Regions from separate parts of the Mus musculus genome. Here region 2 is linked to region 1. A link is a contact called in public Hi-C data. All regions are on one chromosome and are shown on one strand. Each heading gives the region's core, a stretch centred on a gene start, on an enhancer-like site or on the middle of the called end of the contact. The rest is flanking DNA. Distances are from core to core; before and after follow the strand shown. Region 1 has its middle 110 kb from the start of Gm31226. Region 2 has its middle 44 kb from the start of Npy.

What was found. Hi-C and Micro-C count contacts between places; a contact is called where the count stands out from the background.
Region 2: a Hi-C map of the N1E-115 cell line shows a contact between it and region 1, with 17 times the contacts expected there. The contact joins two enhancer-like sites. A contact is called at or near these places in 4 of 484 Hi-C or Micro-C datasets (the N1E-115 cell line, Th2 cells, bone marrow-derived dendritic cells and 1 more).

Annotation. Positions count from the first base shown.
Region 1 is chr6:49,521,892-49,524,641 of GRCm38.p6, forward strand. No RefSeq gene overlaps it. Among named protein-coding and RNA genes, the nearest start is that of Gm31226, 110 kb to the right of the region's middle. Within about 2 kb of position 1,475, at least 11 of the 459 cell types and tissues checked have an H3K27ac peak or open chromatin away from gene starts, as enhancers often do. A contact at or near this core is called in the N1E-115 cell line, where this site is marked.
Region 2 is chr6:49,777,141-49,779,840 of GRCm38.p6, forward strand. No RefSeq gene overlaps it. Among named protein-coding and RNA genes, the nearest start is that of Npy, 44 kb to the right of the region's middle. Within about 2 kb of position 1,436, at least 19 of the 459 cell types and tissues checked have an H3K27ac peak or open chromatin away from gene starts, as enhancers often do. A contact at or near this core is called in the N1E-115 cell line, where this site is marked.

The DNA.
Region 1 (2,750 bases), core at 225-2,724:
GGTTACCTCACTCAGGATGATATTCTCCAGATGCATTCATTTGCCTAGGAATTTCATAAATTCATTGTTTTTAATTGCTGAGTAGCACTCCATTGTGTAAATGTACCACATTTTCTGTATCCATTTCTTTGTTGAGGGACATCTGGGTTCTTTCCAGCTTCTGGCTATTATAAATAAGTCTGCTATGAACATAGTGGAACATGTGTCCTTATTACATGTTGGAACATCTTCTGGGTATATGCCCAGGAGAGGTATTGCTGGATATTCCTGTAGTACTATGTCCAATTTTCTGAGGAACCGCCAGACTGATTTCCAGAGTGGTTGTACCAGCTTGCAGTCCCACCAGAAATGGAGGAGTGTTCCTCTTTCTCCACATTCTTGCCAGCAACTGCTGTACCTGAATTTTTGATCTTGGCCATTCTGACTGGTGTGAGGTGGAATCTCAGGGTTGTTTTGATTTCCATTTCTCTGATGTAATCATTTCCATTACATCAGGATGTTGAACATTTTTTTTTCAGGTGCTTCTCAGCCATTTGGTATTCCTCAGTTGAGAATTCTTTGCTTAGCTCTGTGCCCCATTTTTAATAGGGTTATTTGTTTTTCTGGAGTCCATCTTCTTGAGTTCTTTGTATATATTGGATATTAGTCCCCTGCAACATTCTTTTAATAAGGGTTCAACCTCTCCTCTAGCCCACCACCCAGCAGAGGTAGTGGAAGAAAAAGTTATTAGGAAAGTGGGTAATTGGACCTATTCAGCAGTAGTTCTTTGGGGACAAGCTGGATTTTCTTTGGTAGCAGTTCAGTCCTGTTGAGTCATGACTCAGCAGCTGCAGACCAGTTGTCTAGGTAGGCAGACACCAGGCATGAACCAGCAGCTGCAGTCCAATCCTTTCAGCAAGCAAGCACCAGGCAGCTCAAGTTCAACCTGAACAAACTGCCAGGCTTTCCAACCAGCCTAGGGTGAGGCTGCAGAGGCAACAAGCTGCTGCAGGAACCTCACGAGCAGTTCTTGGGAGAGTTTCTCTCAATGGTAGCATTATCACAGGTTAAGCTCAACAATACAATGTAAGGCAAACCAATTCATGTGGGTCGTTATCAAAGAATAGCAAGGCACAGCAAACCAAGCCAAAGCTCAGGGCTCATCCCCCACTGTCCGTGGGGTCATATTTGTACACCTTCATCAAGAGTCCTTTCATGTGTCTGCTATATCCAAACATCCTTTTACCTGTCTGCTTCAGGAAAACAGCCTTTCATGTGTCTGCTTTAGCAAGACATCCTTTCACCTGTGTGCCTCAGCAAAACATTATTTGACATAAACTGAACTTTCCAAAGAGCTAGACATTTCCACTTCATGAAAGTTCTTGGGATTTGGGCACAAGGTGAAGAAATCTCTTTCCCAAGTAGTTTGGTGTTAGAGAGTACAAGTGGTGGAGACAAGAACAAACACTGGGGGCCTCTGTTGCTCTACAGAAAAGAATTCTGGACAGTAAGCTCACAGCATCGGTAGAGGGTGAAAAGAGCCACATGATTTTTGCCCAGCTCTTCTGCAGTTGAGTGTTTCTGGCTTTAGAGATACTGGCTGGCCAGGAAGGCATTTTCTTGAAGTCATAGACTGGTGCTTTTGCATACCTGCCTGAGGAATCCTCAGTCTCCCTTTCCAGTCTCTCTTCCTCCTTCTTGCTTGTTGCCATGATTAGTTACTTTAGAGAAAATTGCTGCAGAATTATATTTTTGGTTACAACAGGTATTTTGGGGGATGTAAACTATTTGTTAAAAAACTCCATGCTGAGATATGTCTCAGTTGCTACCACCAAGCTCTCATAACTCCCCAGGTACTGTGCAGGTTAATGCTTTGATATTTATTTGCCTTTTCTGACTTGAGCATCCTGATTCATTTTTATCTGATAGTGGCTCCATTTCTGGCCATCAGCTGGTAACTTCATCTCACAAGCGCTATGATGAACGGCACATAAGAAGTGCAGGCGCGGTCTTGGTCACGATGCTGGTACTTGCCTGAGTCACCGCTTGCATCATCAGCTGCAATCTGATTGTGATTCATAAAATCTTATTTCCACTGCATCTTTTCTAACCCCTGCCTACGCTTTGGCTATGGTGATAAATATGGAATGGCACTTGGTTTTAGGAGAAAACCTAGGTAATATCCTGTGAGCTGCTATGAAATGTTCTAAAAACTTTAAACAATAATCTTTATCTGCATTAATTAATCCCATTTCGCCCTGTTGTTTTTTTTTTTTTTTTTTTTTTTTTTTAGCTTGTTTAAGGTTATGCTTGGAGGGTTTATCAAATTGGTTACTAAGTAGTGATCTGAACAAATTAAGTAGTGATCTGAACAAAATTTCACTGAATTTTTGCAAATTGGGAAAAGATGTGGTTTATAACATGGCAATCTGAACCTGGTGGCCATCGATAGCTTTTATCAGTTAGTAACTTCAGGCCCTGATACAATCATTGATTTTAAAGTGTACTTTGGAGACTTGAGATATGTTCAGTGATCATTTACCTACGATGGTCAAAGAACTGGGTTTGATGAAAAAGTCTTTATTCCTTCTGTATCTCCTTTTTGCTTTTTGGACTTTGTTTGATTTTCTACTTTTCCTCTTTTCTTTTCTTTTCTTTTCTTTTCATTTCTTCTCTTTTCTTTTCTTTTCTTCTCTTCTCTTCTCTTCTCTTTTCTTTTCTTTTCTTTTCTTTTCTTTTCTTTTCTTTTCTTTTCTTTTCTTTTCTTTTCT
Region 2 (2,700 bases), core at 186-2,685, 260 kb after region 1:
AAATATGTATGTAACCCAGGTATTAAGTACATAAAATAAGCATATAGATCATTCATCGGTGATAATAAGCCAAAGAGAAAGGTATTGGCTACATATTACAACTTCACCATTAATTAAAGCTGAAAGGAAACTTGTATACTATTGAGAGATGTTTCTTTTTTCATAAATGATTAAGCCTTGGCTGAGTATTTGATATTTCAGGGCAGGGTGCGTCTTCAATATTTTTCAGAGTTGATTGATATTTTGGTTTTACAGCTGCCAGTGCTTACAATACAACTTTGCATAAATACACAGTACAAAATGGCAGAGTGCTGTTATGGCCACTTCAGAAACAGTCAGGAATACTTTCCTAACCCCAAGCCAAACATGCTAGCATAGCATAATGCAATCTAAAATTAAATATATTTAATACATGCTGAGGAATAACAATAAAGAAGTGAGGAGAGTCTTTATTTTCTATATGAGTAGAAAGCTGAATATAAAGTAAAAACACTACCGTCTGTAATACACAGCCATCTAGAGTCTGCACTGCGATGCTTCAGGCCGTGTTCAGTGGCATTTTATGTCTCCGTGGCGTGGCTCAGTGTAAGGTGCTCGTGCTGTGTTTTCAAAACCAAGGCTTTCATGAAGTCAGGTGATATAACACAAGGGAACACTGCTAGTCAGCCCTTGAGTCCATTAAACATTTGATTTTAAATTCATTTTAGTTATTGCATGTTCAGGAATTGTCTTTTGGTGGAGGGGACACTCCCCCCCTCCCCCCACACACACACACATTTGGTTACACAATACCACCAGAGAACATGACCCACATTTTAAGAATCTGGGGTTTAGACCCTATGAATGACTGTTGCCTCACTGAAGGTGAACCCGAAAGGGTCAGGGATGGGAGGCACTGAGGATAAACTTGACACACAGCAGCTAACAAATAACAGGTACACTGGGAGCACAACCTCTTAGGTTATTGAAATAACTACCGAGTCAGAATCTCGGGGGGAGGGTTCAGAAGTCTATATTTTTCACAAGGTTGCAGGAGGAGGCTGCCGCCGCCGGGTTTGAGAGCTGCTGGACACTTGGCTCCTGCTCTCAGCGGCCCAGATCCTTTTCCGGAAGCCACACTGCAGAGCAGTTGCCAACCTCTGCTGTCAGGCCGCCTGGTACAGGCAAAGCGAATATGGAAACAGATGTGCCCAGCGGCGGTGGCTGCTTGCGGGTAGCAAGTTGCTCCCTGCTCACGCTGTGGGACCTTCAGATAAAGAGGAAGAAACATGCTTTTCTGAAGGCAGCCTTTCCTACCTTAGCCCTGACTATGAGGTCAGGGAGAATATGTGGCCTGGAGGAGTTTCTCTAAGGATTTATTCTCAGGAGAACACAGATGGCATGGTGTCACTAACAAGGACATGCAGGCGAAGCCCTGGGGCCATCTGGTGCCTACTTCATCTACCCCTGGGCTACTTACTGGGTTTGTGCTCTGGACAGACACTGGACCCAGTGTAAGAAGTATTCCCCGACTCCTCTCTGTCTTGGGTGCAGTAGAGGCTGCCCCTGTGCCTCCCCCAGCTGCCTCTTCCCGGTTCCTACAGTGAGTCTTATTTTGACTGTAATACGTGTTTTTTTCTTTTCTTTTCTTTTTTTTTTCAATCTAAAAATACTGCTAAGCATATGTTTTAAGGAGGAAAAAAAAGCAGTTCTCTATGTTAGACCCCATGCTAGGGACTTCATAAGCATTAGCTCTCTTTGCCTGACAAGCAGCCTACAAAGTGAATACGGTTATTCCCACTACGTCAGGTGGAGTTTACTCATGCGCAGTGGAGTCAGGGTTCCAGCCTGGCCCGTTTGTTGTAATTCTTATTATACTTTTCCTTGTTTTCATTTGACAATGTGCCTAACTGTGCTTATTTATTGACCTGTTCATCACTTTCTTCTTTCTACCTTTCAACACATACATACGCGCGCGTACACACACACACACACACACACACACACACACACACACACACACACACCTTGAAATAGTCTAGGCTTGCCCCTGTACTGTTTCATCGCTCAGCCCTGCACATGCTTCTCAGATATTCAATTTGATTATATTGCTTAAGCCTAAAAACTAGGGTATATTCATCATCGAAAGGGGGTCCTCCCCCTCCGGTTTGTGAAAACATTTATCTGAAGCAACAGCAACAGGGTGAAATATTTGAAATTGAGACTGGCCCAGAAAAGCTGGGACAAATAAATGATTGCTGCAAACTGTCACTGTAAAAAATATTGAAAAGATTGTTGCTGGTGATCATTGCTGGCTGCTTAAAACTGCAAAAACACGGTCCCTCTCTTTTATTTGGGGTATATATATTTCCCTAAAGGAAAGCATATATGTGTTTCTGCAACCCCCACCCCCAACCACCATCAATGAGAAAGGGTCAATTAACCACCAGAAAGAATGGAACAGGGCTGATAGAGACACAGAGGGGCCAAGGGCACACTGGACATTTATTTCTTCCAGAACCTTCATAAAGAGGACAAGGTATCTGAGGAGGCGGCCGGACAGGACAGCGGGTGATGGACGGCAGACACTGGCCCGGGAGGGGAACTGCAGACACTGAAATCAAATAGAGTTTCTTGTGAAGCAAAACAGTGAGGAAATGAATGGCTGGCCCCAAACAAAGCAGCGATCTGGTGGCTGCTGTCGAGAAAAAGCCCCTCCCC